2 separate regions of the Mus musculus genome follow, and region 1 is linked to region 2. Evidence: chromatin contacts called from public HiChIP or PLAC-seq data. All regions are on one chromosome and are shown on one strand. Each heading gives the region's core, a stretch centred on a gene start, on an enhancer-like site or on the middle of the called end of the contact. The rest is flanking DNA. Distances are from core to core; before and after follow the strand shown.

Region 1 (6,644 bases), core at 407-2,906, 370 kb before region 2:
ACTGATTGCTCTTCCGGAGGACCCAGGGTCAATTCTCAGCAACCACTTGGGAGCTCACAACCACCTGTGACTCCAGTCCCAGGGAGCTGGTGCCCTCCTGTGGTCTCCATGAGTGTTGCACACAGGTACACAGATCTACACGCAGGCAAAACAGGCCCCCTCCCCCCAAATTAAAACATTAAAAAAAAAAAACATATTCAGACCTGGAGAATTCCATGAGAAACTATTCCTTTCAGTTTGTGCATTTAGATGTTCCAGGGGCTGGTGAGATGGCTTAGTAGGCAAGCCTGAAGACCCGGGTTTGATTCCCTATGTGCCAGATAATGGAGAGAACTGACTCCCACAGCCTGTCCTCTCATCTCCGTGCTATGCCATGGCGCATGTGTGCCCTGCCCAATACACACAGAAAACCAAATCAAACAAAAGTTTCCTTTGTGTCTGTGTATAGAGCAGGAGCAGCGGCTTGTCTAATGTGTGTGAGGTTCTGAGTTCAGTCCCCAGCAAACATAAAAACCAGTCACCAAAGCCGAGCGGTGGTGGCACATGCCTTTAATCCCAGCACTTGGGAGGCAGAGGCAGGCGGATTTCTGAGTTCAAGGCCAGCCTGGTCTACAAAGTGAGTTCCAAGACAGCCAGGGCTACACAGAGAATCCCTGTCTCGATAAAAACCAAAAAAAAAAAAAAACAAAACAAAACAAAACAAAACAAAACAAAACAAAAAAAAAACCAGTCACCAGTGGACAGGCAGCAGGCCACTCCCTGCTCAATTTGTTCCCCTTGAGGCTACAAACATCATGTCTTTAAAGAGCTGTGTTCACTATGTTTTCTTGCACCAATCTGATCTCAGTTCATCTAATCCAGTGGAACTGTGAATTTCCTGGCCAGTTACACAGTGACTCCTGGAGGTGACCTTATGTTCCAGGGCCAGGTCAAGCCTTTCACTGAAGGGGGTCAGAAGACACACGACAGATTGACAGGCTGGAGGCTGACAGATTGACAGGCTGGAGGCTGGTGGAAGCTTCGTAGTCTCTCTGTGGCCCTCCTGAGAGGGGAGGTGTCACATCCAAGCTGGGACTCAGGAGTCACGTGGGCAAGGTTAGGGAAAACCCCTGGTACCGAATGTTAGGCAGAGACACAGCCTCTAAAGACCCTGTGCCAGGCTTGGGACTGGAGGCCAAAGCCTGTGCCTGGCAGACAGCCTGGTAGGTAGGCAAAGGAAGCGAGGAGGGAGTCTGGGCGGCATGCACAGCCTTGGGTACAGTGAGCCACTCACTCCCAGGTTACTCTCAGCTTTGCTACCCCTACCCAGGAGCTCGTTACTCTGGCTGCTGCATGTTTCCAGTGGTCCCCAGTGGGCTTCTCACAGAATTAACCAATGGGTCACTGGGATGTGTAGGGTTAAGTGTGCTGACAAGGTGACGGAAGCCAAAGCCACCTGGGATTAAACCCCAGCTCTCACAGACAACCTGGGCAAGTCAAGAGAGCCTCTCTGCACTGTAGTTTGCTTATCTGCAAAGTAGGGATAACAGTTAAGGTGTTCTGTGTGCTCTATAGTGAGTATTCAAAACAGCATCATTACTACCAACAACACCATCATAATCACCATTAGTACCATCACCACCACCATAACCCCATCATTATAATCACTATCATTGCCCAACAGATGGCGCCACCATTACTGACTGCCATCACCAGTGCCACGTCAGGAGCAGAACAATCTGGGCAGCCTCGTCACACCCCCTGCCATTCCTCTACCAGAACATAGCTCTCTGGGAATGATGAGAAGAGCCAAGATGCCCAGAGTGTCTAAAACCTGTAACACGGTGACCTGAGCAGGACACCACAGGACACTGCTCTGCACCAGCTAAGGCAGACGTGGCACAAACCAGCAGTGCAGGCCAGGGTTCTCAGAGTACAAGGTTTCGCCAAGGCATCCTGCATATTGATCAGATTAGTAGCCCTTGAAGGGAGCCATCTGCTCTGCCTATATGGAGCTCAAGGTCCCTGGGAAGAGACAGGAGGGAGGACAGCCGTTCACGGAGGCCCAGTTAAGCAGGGCAGCTCCCTGCAAGGGGCCCAGGGCAGGTAGTTGGTGTGTAAGCAGCCCTGCCAAGGCTGACTGGGCCATGATTTGTGTTTAAGCTCTGAGAGACAAGGACTAGGCAGGGAGGACTGCCGCCTCAACCTACCGCCTCTAGTTGGGGCTGTAGAGAAGGCTTTCCACCCAACTCAGATGCTGAGGTCCCTCAGAGAGCTGGACCCAGAAACCTCCCAGAATGGCCAAACACCGGGCAAACATTCCCTATGCTGCCCCAGGCATTCATGACTCTGCAGAAGGGTGGATCAGAGCTGCCTCATTGTCTACCCCTCCAGGAGGAGGGATGGCTGCTCAGAGCCAGCTCTGCTGAGGGCTCCAAGATGCCAGTGTGGAGGAGGCAGTGTGCAGTGTGCCAACTGGCACCTCTCTTCGGCCAGGATCTCTGCTGTCATGAAACACATGTCCTTTCCAAGGCTGATTTTCTCTCTTTGTGCTGAGAAGCCACTAAGGGGCGATGCTCAGATCAAAGTAAGCTCTCCTCACCTGCCGCCTGCCCCCTTCTCTTTGTTTCTGCGTTCCTCGGTTCCTTTTTCTTCTTAATTATTATTTTAAAAAACTTTATTTCTGTTCTACGAGTACAGGTGTTGTGTGTGCACTATGCACATGCAGTGGCTGTAGAGGCCAGAAGAGGGCAATGGATCCTATGGGACTGGGGTTATAGACAGTTGTGAGCTATCCTGTGAGCGCCAGGAATTGAACCTGCGTCCTCTAGATAAGAGACCAGTGCTCTTAACCACTAAACCATCTCTCCATCCCTGCTTTGGACTTTTTTTTTCCTTTCCTCCACTTATTAAAAGCAGCTTCCAGAGTGGCCAAGTCACTAGAATGAGGACAGGAGCTGTCCCTGACAGCTGTGTGACCTTGTGCTGGAGGCGCCTCTGGTCTTGGCTGTGGCAGCACATAGGGAGCTGTTTGCATGGCAGCTAGAGTCAGAGAGTGGCACCATAAATGGGTGTCCCTTTCAAGGGACGCCTCTAGTATCCCAGCCATGCTGTACCCCTAAGGGTTCCACAGCTTTCAAAATAACACCACACACCTGACCAGTAGCCTGGCCCACCATGATGGACTGAGATCCTCCACAACAAGGAGCCAGAAATGAATCCCTCCTCTACGATCCTTTTACTGGGTGTTGTCTCTGCAGCAAGAAGGGCAAGTACTAGCCATGCTAACGAGGGCTCTGTTTAGAGGGAAGACTGGAATCTGTTTACAGAGTTTGACTCGGGGAGTGGCAGAACCAGTAAGGTAGCCATTATCTGAGTGAATGGCGAGGCAGCTCCGAGAGTGGCCGCATGGAGGTGGTGCATTCTGGGCCTGTTCTGAAGGCAGAGGGAATCGTACTCATGATGAGAGAGGGGTGGAGAATGAGAGAGAGTGCCAGGCTGCCAGGGACGAGATGGGCAGCCATTGCAGAATGCACCTGAGGAGGGGGCTGAGGCTCAAGTGGCTCTGAGCATCCAGAGATATGCAGAGACAAAGGTCTGGGGTCAGGTCAAGTTCAGGGACTGAACTTGAGGCACGAAGCCAGGGGCCCCCACAGGCTGGCTGTGATCATTCCAGCAAACAGAAGGAACAGAGAGCCCAGAGCTCACCACAGTCATCAATTGTGCTAGGTGAACACGGCAGACAGGGAGTGAGCCGTTGGCTGTGGGGGTGGGGGTAGGGGTGAGGGTGGGAGTGGGAGTTGTCAAGAAAGAAGGTGCTAGCCCCGGCATGATGAGTGACAATCCTGAGCTCCCTGCTACCTCCAATCCATGAAAACTGCCGCTGAACTGTTAGTGAGCAGGGTCCGCCACACACAGACTTCCTGGCTACCTACCCGACCAAGGGAGAAACGGAGGCACAGAGGGAACTCCTCACACCCCTCCCTAATTTCAGATCCAGGTTACCAACTGCAGCAGGACACTGGCCAGGGACAATTGTGCAGACGAATGACTGAGCCACCAGCTCTAGTAAGTTTCGGTGGCTTGGCCACACAGGATACAAAAGGACAGGGATTAGCAGATACAGGGCTGAGGTGCCCACAGCCAAGATGTGCCCCAAGCTGCCATTCCAACCAGATGACCTTGGGCAAGGACTTCCCCTTTGAGCCCACTGTCCTCAGGTCTGGCAGACCCCTGTATCCCTCCCACCCTACATTTTAAGAGGTACTGGAGAAGCCCCAGCCCATTTGAGGGCACCTGGGTAAACTGAGGCAGACCTCCTCCCGCCCCCTCTGCCCTGTGCTCTTCCACTGCGCACTGAGAATCCCCTGGCAGACACTGCTTCAGCTAGGAAGTGGAATTCCTGGCTCCTGCCAAGGCTCCGGGTGACAGCTGGTCTCTGCCCTGACCATGTCAGGCAGGCCGGATACCCTGGCACGGGAGGTGCCATTTACAGGAAGCAACCGGTCCCAAGAGGCTTGGGGCCTTTGCACCTTACAGCAGCTCCGTCTCCCAAACAAACACGCCATGCTGAAAGTGGGCCTTGAGGAAGGCCACACATTTGATTTTGAACCAGAAGTGTGGAAGGAAAGTCAGAATCTCCCATGCGATGGATCCACTTCTGTTTTGTTTTTCTTTTTGAGAAAGGGTCTCTCTACATAACAGCTCTGGCTGGCCTGGAACTTGCTAAGCTCCTGGCTGGCCTTAAACTTGCAGTGATCCTCTTGCCTCTATGCAAAACCTTGTGTCTGTCCCAGGTGCTGGACTTAGAGGTGTGAGCCACCACATCTGAGTTCACCGGACACATGGAGCATTCCTCACATTGGGCACCGTACCTCACAGCCGGCTAAGAACTTGACCTTGCCGGTGCCTCTGAGGAACAATGCAACGAATCTCCCTCACCTGCAGCAGCTGTGCAGCACTGGGCCGGGTTTCTGGGTTCTTATCCAAGGCTATCTTCAGAAAGTCTCGGAACTCCACAGACCTGGAGGACAGGCGTAAGTAAGGAGTGAGCCACAGCCCGGGCACCGCACGCCCAGGGCTGGGTGTGTGGAGACAGGGTCCATGGGACAGCCTTCTTATCATGCACACCACTGTCCAGGACACAGACGTCTAAAAGGAACATAAGCAGGATGGGAATGAGCATGGCAGTGTCAGAATCTAAACCTAAGTCCCCATTCCCAGCCTGGCCATGTGGCTGATTGGGCTCTGATCCTATTCAATATGTTCCGGGACATAACGGGATCTCGTCCTGGCTAACTGGCCTTGCTCTCGTGTCTAAGGTTTTGTATAGTTCAGGAGGGCAGTTCAGAAAGGCCTGGAGGTGGCCCTCTCCTCCGTTCCCCCCATCCCCGACTTTAGAGTCCACTGTGCACACGCAGACCCAGCACCACACGTCTCTGGAGTGGCTTCCGACCCTCCAGGATTACACAGCTCTCCTTACCACTTGGAGGGTGTAAGCAGGGTAGGAGGGTCCGACTTGGCAATCTTGAGCAGGACCCGCATGGGGTTGAGCTCGTGGTGTGGGGGCTCGATCTGCGCCATCTCGATCAGCGTGATGCCCAAGGACCAGATGTCAGCCTTGTAGTCATAGGGGGCGTCCTTCATGGTTTCACACAGCACCACCTCAGGGGCCATCCTGAGCCAACCAAGGAACAATAAGGGCTAAGAATTGGGCCCCTGAGGATGCCGCTCGTAGCTTCAGCGTCTCGAACACCACCAGCACCACACTGGAGGTTTGGCAGTATTTGAAGCCATGATTTGAATTACTGGCATCCTATTGTCTTCCTCAAGGGTCTCGGCCCGCTGCAGTTCCTGGAGCCCGCCACAAGGTGGCAGCAGCCATCCAGAACAGAGTCCTGGGGAAGGGGCAGGTGGGTGAGGGCAGAGGGGCGAAGGTTCCAGCAAAAAACAAACAAGGTAGGACAGTGGGGTAGACAGAACAGGACATCACAGAGAGAAAGGGGGATGGGAGAGAAGAGAAAGGAATAACGGGAGGGGTGGGAGAGAAAGAGTTAAGAGTAGTAAGCAAGCAAGGAAGGGGCTGAACACCATGGCCAGTTGTAAAAACAGAACACAAAGTAATCAGGTGTGAAACTGAGTGAGAGCTTGGGCTTGGGGTGCCACCTGGATGCCTGCAGCCTGGATGCCTGCAGCCTGAGCCTGGATGCCTGCAGCCTGGATGCCTGAGGCTGGATTCCTGCAGCCTGAGGCTGGATTCCTGCAGCCTGAGCCTGGATGCCTGGATGCCTGCAACCTGAGCCTGGATGCCTGCAGCCTGGATGCCTGAGGCTGGATGCCTGAGCCTGGATGCCTGCAGCCTGAGGCTGGATGCCTAAGCCTGGATGCCTGCAGCCTGAGCCTGGATGCCTGCAGCCTGAGCCTGGATTCCTGCAGCCTAAGCCTGGATGTCTGAGCCTGAGCCTGGATGCATAAGCCGGAGATTGGATGCCTGAGCCTGAATGGATGCACTGCAGGTGTGGGAAGGTGGGGCCCAGCTCCACACATCTGCAGGCTGAGGCCAAAGCAAGACTTCAGGTGTCTTCCTCTACAAGAGAGCCCTCTTCTCATAGGTGGTTTTTATTTTAAGTTAGAGTTTTGAAAAAGGACAAGACACAACAGGCGTA
Region 2 (6,060 bases), core at 484-2,983:
CTGTCCTAAGGGGATTTCAGATAGAACAGTCAGTTTTTTCCCTGATGGATAAGTGTAAGAACATACCTCTAGCCAAAGCACGACAGTTGCCAGAAGCCCTGCTGCCTCCATCATGGGACACCTCTATCAATATTCTCATTCTCTGCAGTGACCCTAGATAATAGTCAAACTATTTGGCTCATATGGGCAAGGCAGCTACCTATGCACACACAAGGAAGGCCAAGACAGAGATGAGACCTAGTAGTAACAGGACTACAGTTCCCGGAACCTGCTCCAGTATTACGTTACCTGTCCCAGAAATGCACGGGCTAGGGTGACTGCTGGCTGGTCAAAAAACTCTGGTCCTAGCCGGCCAGAATGGTCCTCTGGGCTGGAGAAGTAGATACTCCGCCGGAGGCCCGGGGTCGACAGGAGTCTCTCTTTAGGGGTCTGCTGCTGCTCTGAATCTGCCAGTCGCTGCTTTTTTTGCCCAATCTTTCGGGAAAGCTGTAATGGGAAAACAAAACAAAACAAAAGAAGTGTCTGCCTGCCTGCCTGTTTCTCTGTAAAGTGGGGTGCCTGTTGGGAGTCATTCTAAGGCATACCGCCTCAGGGGACCTTGGGACTAGGTGTAGGTAATGACAGGCTGCTAGTGGTGACAGGATGGGTGGGCATTCTCTGCCCACACCTGCTACACATAGGGGAGACATGGATAAGGAGCATTAGAAGGTGGGTGCCTGAGTCCAATACAAAAGAGCTGGTTTTTCTGATTCCCACCAATCACACCATCTCCAAGGAAACTTGTTTCTGGAACCTGGTTCTTTGTTCCTAATCCTGGCCAGGAATTAAAATACAGTCAGAACCTGGGCAGGGCCTATCAGAGAAACATACTGAGTTTGTCTGGGCACTGCTCAAAAAATAGGTCACAAGACCACCTTGTTACTGACAAGACCTGACACACAAATGGGCATGCATGGAGATGACCATCTGCCTGGTCCCATTCTGAATGCTCAGGGTAGAACCCTGCTGGCCCCCAACTGTCCTTTGACTGTTTGGATATTAGAACAACTAGGAACAGGGACAAAAAGTCTATGGGTCTATAGGACCAGTAGGCACTAGTCTACCAAGTGCCGATAAACAAAGCAAGGAAATCTGGCCACATCCTTCAGCTATTGTGGTACAACAGGAGGGGATTAAAAGGACAACTGGGCAGTGAACCTGGGGCCAGGGCCAAGACCTGTCTTCAGTCCACGCTGAGCTGACTAGTTAAACAGCCATTACTCTTTTAAAGGACAGGGTCCCATGTGGCCTATGCTGGCTTTGAACTCCTGATTTTCCTGCGTCCATCGACTTCACAAGTACAGGCGTGCGCCACTACGCCGGGGTAAGACCCATTATTTTTATCTGTTGTGCTGACATCCAGGTTGGACTGAAGCTGCCAGGCTGCCGGGAATGGATGCTGACGTGACCGTCTCTGCAGCCCGACCCACTGTGCCAGCTCGCCGTGGGCTCAGACTCCGCGACGCGGCGCCCCCTCTCACCGGCGCTGGCATCTGGCCGACCTCATGATATCCGGTCACTAGGGATCCTGCTCTGGCATTCCCTGGGCGGCGGGCTCGTCCAAGAAATGGAGGCTGCTCGGTGTCGGGGAGCAGGGTCACGGACACCGGTTTTAGGGCTCCTCTGCCCGGGCGCGCACTACCACCGCGCGCGGGCATCTAGTCGCCGCCAGCACAGGCCAGGCCACCGGAAGCGCGGAGAGGGCGGGGACTGGAACCTGCGTCTGCGCAGAAGGCATGTAGCGCGGGGGTGGAAGGAATCTGCAGAAGAGGCGGAGCGAGGACTCTAGGGGCGGGACAGGGCGGGGCGAGTGTAGAAACCTTTCACCAGTAGGATTGGAACCCAGGTTCTCTAGATCTGGTTCTGTCCCAATGGCCCGATTGCCATCAAGACATCCTCTCTGAACCCGGACTGAATTTTCAAGGGTCCCGGACCAGAAGGCTCTGCCTTGGGATAGGGTGGGCCACAGAGGGTGTGTTGGGTGTTGTAGAGAACAAACATGAGGCCTTGGGAATCTCAGTCTGAATTCTGATCCTAGAACTGTCCTTCCCCAACCTTATCTCTGAATGGTGGAACTGACAGCAAGTGGATGCCTGCCCCATCTGGAGGCCCCTACCCTGGATCATCACAGATGATAGGTGGAAGGAAAGGGAATTCTGTCTCTGCAGTGAATCCCCACTTACATCCCTGGACCCCTAATGCCTGGAATTGCTACGAAGAGGGCTTACCACCTAAGCTGGAAGGCAGGACCAGGGCTGCAGGAGCTGAGCGGGATAACAGTTCCTGGCATCTCCTAGTGATTATTTCTCTGGGACCTAGGCTTGCCACCCACCCTATCTGTAACCTTTCAAATGAGGTTGTGCACCCGTACTCCTCGAGTGGGAAGTGACTGACCCAAAGGAAGGGATGATGGGAAGGGAAGTCTTGGGATAGGGTAAGCTGCTCCCTTCCCCCACTTCACTCACTCTCTTCTACCATTCCAGGAGTGATGTGGGTCTGAAGGGTTTCAAAGCAGATACAATCCTACTTTCCCCATTCACACTGCCTTATTAAAACCTTTCAGGGCTTGTCAGAGCTGTTTGATTTCTGAGACCCTGGCATCTAGGACTAGACAGAGCCAGAGGCCATATGCTTGTCACTGCTATATGCTCAGTCCTTAACTGAGCAAGGCACTTAGCCTAAGGACTCTGGTCCCCAGCTGCAACTCTACTGGCCAGCTCCGGGACTGAACTCTGGGCCTGGCTGGGGCTCAGCCATTCCCTCTCATGGGCCTCAGCTAGGACTTCCTGGGGAGGGAGCGGCAGCCTCTCTGCCTGCCTGCTGCCTGCTGCCTGCTGGAAGCAGTCCAGCTGTTTGTGGCACTCTGTGCAGTTTCTGGGGCTGGGGTGGGGGCAATATGTTGTAAATTTGAACTACCGAGGTTGGCCTTATCCCTCATAGCCATTCTGTCTAAACAATGCCTCTCTTTTCCTGTGAGAATAATGCCCCTTCCCAATCTAGGAGGGAAGCTGAGACCCTAGTTAGGTTCTGGTCCCCTGTTGAGGGCATTCTGAAGACTTCACCTTTGGGTGAATGACAAGCTCCTTCTGTTTGGTGGGCAGTCTGATTTCTGCCCCAGGCAGAGACGGGGGTGGAGGCCAGCATCTTATTCTCCAGATGTTCTGGCCAGAGTGTGGGATTGTGCAATGTCTGCCCCTCCCCCCCCCACTTCCTGGTCTGTGGCGAAGCTCCCACTGCAGGCTGGAAGTGCTGGGTTGGGCTTCCCTACTGTGTTTTGCCAGCAGACTTGCCAGGAGTAAAAGAATGTCCAAGAGGAAGGAGCCTGGGACCTCTTCTGTGCCCAGTGTACCTTGTGCCTGCCTGGCTGGTGACAAAGATGCCATTGGGAGATTCTTTGAAAGGAGACAAGGTTGGGGTTGGAATGGTGTCTCCACGGGTTGTGGGAAGGCTGGAGCTGCCTCCAGTCGTGGTGGCATGGGCTGCCAGTCCCTGCTAGCTCTAGGCTTCAGTTTCACTGTCTCAGGGGCTTAACACACTGACTGGCTCAGTTGCCTGTCTACCATGGACAAAGCAGGAGCTGGGTTGGAGCCAGCTGGCTCCTGGTTTGGAAACTGGCACCCTTCAGCAGCTTCTCAGCAGAGTGGTGGCTATTACTCTGGCAGGCCTTAGTGGGTCTCTATAGGTGGGGGACCCTCTATGGTTAGCTGTTTCTTGGGAAGAGAGGGTAGCTATCAGGCAGGCCAAGGAGAGCTATGCTGTCAGGCTGCTAGGATCTTGGCCCAGGAACTTATAGAGCCTCTTTGCTGAGTCCAATACCATGAGGAAGGGGTTTCTTCAGAAATAGCTGGAACTTCAGGCCTTTGAAGTCTAGCCTGGGCTAGAACAGGGCTAGCCTTGGCCATTCTGTCTTCTCCCCAGCTAGGTAGTGTCCAGGATCCATCTCTACATCTCTCTGTGGGGTGCTTGGAAGCTAAGCTGTGGGTTCAGGAAGTACCCGTTGAGATTCCTTTTACAGCTCAGGGATTCTAACCACACAGATGCTGGCAGAGTACTACACAAGACCTGGAGGTAGTGTAGAAGCCTGTCTATCCCAACACCTATTCACCAGTTCCAGAGTATTAGAAACTGCAGCTGACTTCTGTTCGGCACAGTCAATAAAAGTATGTGAGAAGCCACGGGTTGGATTCTTCCACCCAAAGCTTAGGTCAATAGGGCAGGTAGGAGGTTCTGGGACTGTGGAGAATTGGGTCTGTGGAGACTGGATGAAGGCTTGACTATTTGTCCACACTCCTCTGCTCAAACTGTCCATGCCCTGACTCAGGACTTGAGGATGTGTTTCACCTGGGGAATCCTGAAGCCATATGCTGAGATGGGCATTTGTCTGTAGGCATCATGCTCTCAGGAACAACGCCTGTGTGTGTGGATGGACATGGAGGGGTTTGCCAGGGGCGGGGGCTGTCACAGACTCCCCTGCACTATGGGAACTCCAAGGTCGATGGAGCAATGAGTCCTGGAAAGCTACTTTTCTGTCACTGTGTGCTGACAGCACTGTGGTATTCTTGCATTGAAGATGACTTGGGCTGGAGAGATGGCTCAGCAGCTAAGAGAGCTTTCTGCCTTTACAGAGGACCAGAGCTTGGCTCCCAGCACACACACTGGACAGCTCACAACTGCCTATAACTACAGTTCCAGGAGGATCTGATGCCCCCTCTGGCATGTGTGGGCACCTGCAACCACACACAGAGATAAAAATAAACACAGAAGAATTCTTTCTGTAAGAAAAGACGACTGACCCCTGGGTGTGTCTTCACAGTGAGTCTCCTGTAGGACTTCTTGCAGCTGGTAATAGATTTCTAGGTCTCAACAAAGGTCTAGGTGACCCTGCAGCATCCACAGCAGGAAGGAGTAGGGACCTACAGGCACCAGATGCCCGGTTCCTGTGGCCGGTTCCCTGATTTTCCAGAAAGGATGCAACCCCCGCACCTCCAGCCAGCCCAGTTTGGGCGTCCAGACCCTGCTTATTCCTAGCATGAGTCAAGAATGCTAGGCATGAAGACTGTCCCATCTCTGGCTTGGCATGTGTGGGTTACAGGAGCCCAGAACATCTGCACCACGACAGCTTTCTTCTCCCTCAGCCTTCAGCCTCAGCCGAGAGCAAAAGAAGCACTTCCTGTCCAGTATACAGAGTGATGAACCGTGCCTGACGTTATACGTGAGCACTGAGGCTGAAGAGAGAAGAGTGAGCGCATGCGCGGATGTAATGGCTTGAGGGGTGGCAGGTGTAGTCTAACCCTTGTACCTGCTGGGAAAGAAGTAGGGGAAGGGGTAATTGCTGAGCTGCGGTTCCTGTGAAATGGTGTATCAGTGTATGAACGTGAGTGTGCACACTTATAAATGTGTTAGGGTAGAGAGTGTGAGCCCATGGAAGTGCATTTTGAATAGGTGTGCGCACGTGTCTGTGTAAACAGGTGCGAGAGGCCTGAATGCATGAATGTTTGTTAGAAAGATCAGGCGCGTGTGCACAGGACAAGTGAGAGCTTCGGGACCCTCAGTGATGTGCCAGTGCGTGCCTTCGGAAGGGGCGTTCAATCTGCCTTTTAGGTCCCTTCCCACGCCACCCTCTTGCTTTGGAGGTCCCCTTCCTCTCTTCCCAAGCACAGGGGCAGCACAAGATGAAGGAGTATGGAAAGGCGAGTCCAAGACAGATGTTATGATTAAGGTGGTCGCTGGCGAGCCCGACTCCCAGCTACAGGTGTCTCTGCGGGACCCCTGGCAGAGCACAGCCGGAGGTCTTCCCGGAGGAGGCGCCCGGGGCTGGCAGCGGGCGGCGCGCATTCCTCAGCCCTGAGTCAGGCGGCCGCCCCTCTGCCGGGCCCGCCCCCGGCGCGCACGCCCCTCGGCCCGTGGCATTCCCAGGCGGACGGGTCGGGCCGGCGCGCGGGCGGCGCAGGCAGGGACTAGGCGCGGGCGCCCTCCCGGCCCGCAGCGGCGGCAGCAGCCGGTGCAGACCCTTCTGAGGAC

The links. HiChIP or PLAC-seq counts read pairs in DNA pulled down with a chosen protein or histone mark.
Region 1: a contact with region 2 is called in an H3K4me3 HiChIP or PLAC-seq map of forebrain, with 4 times the contacts expected there. The contact joins the enhancer-like site here to the promoter of Mpg in region 2. A contact is called at or near these places in 5 of 39 promoter capture datasets (the 3T3-L1 cell line, cranial neural crest, embryonic stem cells and 2 more), 4 of 484 Hi-C or Micro-C datasets (cortical neurons, embryonic stem cells, palatal mesenchyme and 1 more), 4 of 115 datasets of contacts at active chromatin or transcription factors (embryonic forebrain, embryonic stem cells, forebrain and 1 more) and 3 of 9 other capture datasets (adipose tissue, embryonic stem cells and liver).

What each region holds. Positions count from the first base shown.
Region 1 is chr11:32,587,768-32,594,411 of GRCm38.p6, reverse strand. Stk10 (serine/threonine kinase 10) reads right to left here. Exons shown (of 19, transcript NM_009288.2): 6 at 5,462-5,656; 7 at 4,921-5,002. Among named protein-coding and RNA genes, the nearest start is that of Fbxw11, 51 kb to the left of the region's middle. Within about 2 kb of position 1,656, at least 20 of the 459 cell types and tissues checked have an H3K27ac peak or open chromatin away from gene starts, as enhancers often do. A contact at or near this core is called in forebrain and ventral hippocampal neurons, where this site is marked.
Region 2 is chr11:32,222,178-32,228,237 of GRCm38.p6, reverse strand. Mpg (N-methylpurine-DNA glycosylase) reads right to left here and starts at 1,733. Exons shown (of 4, transcript NM_010822.3): 1 at 1,521-1,733; 2 at 289-486. The coding sequence starts at 1,697. It overlaps Rhbdf1 (rhomboid 5 homolog 1), which reads left to right and starts at 5,945. Exons shown (of 18, transcript NM_010117.2): 1 at 5,945-6,060.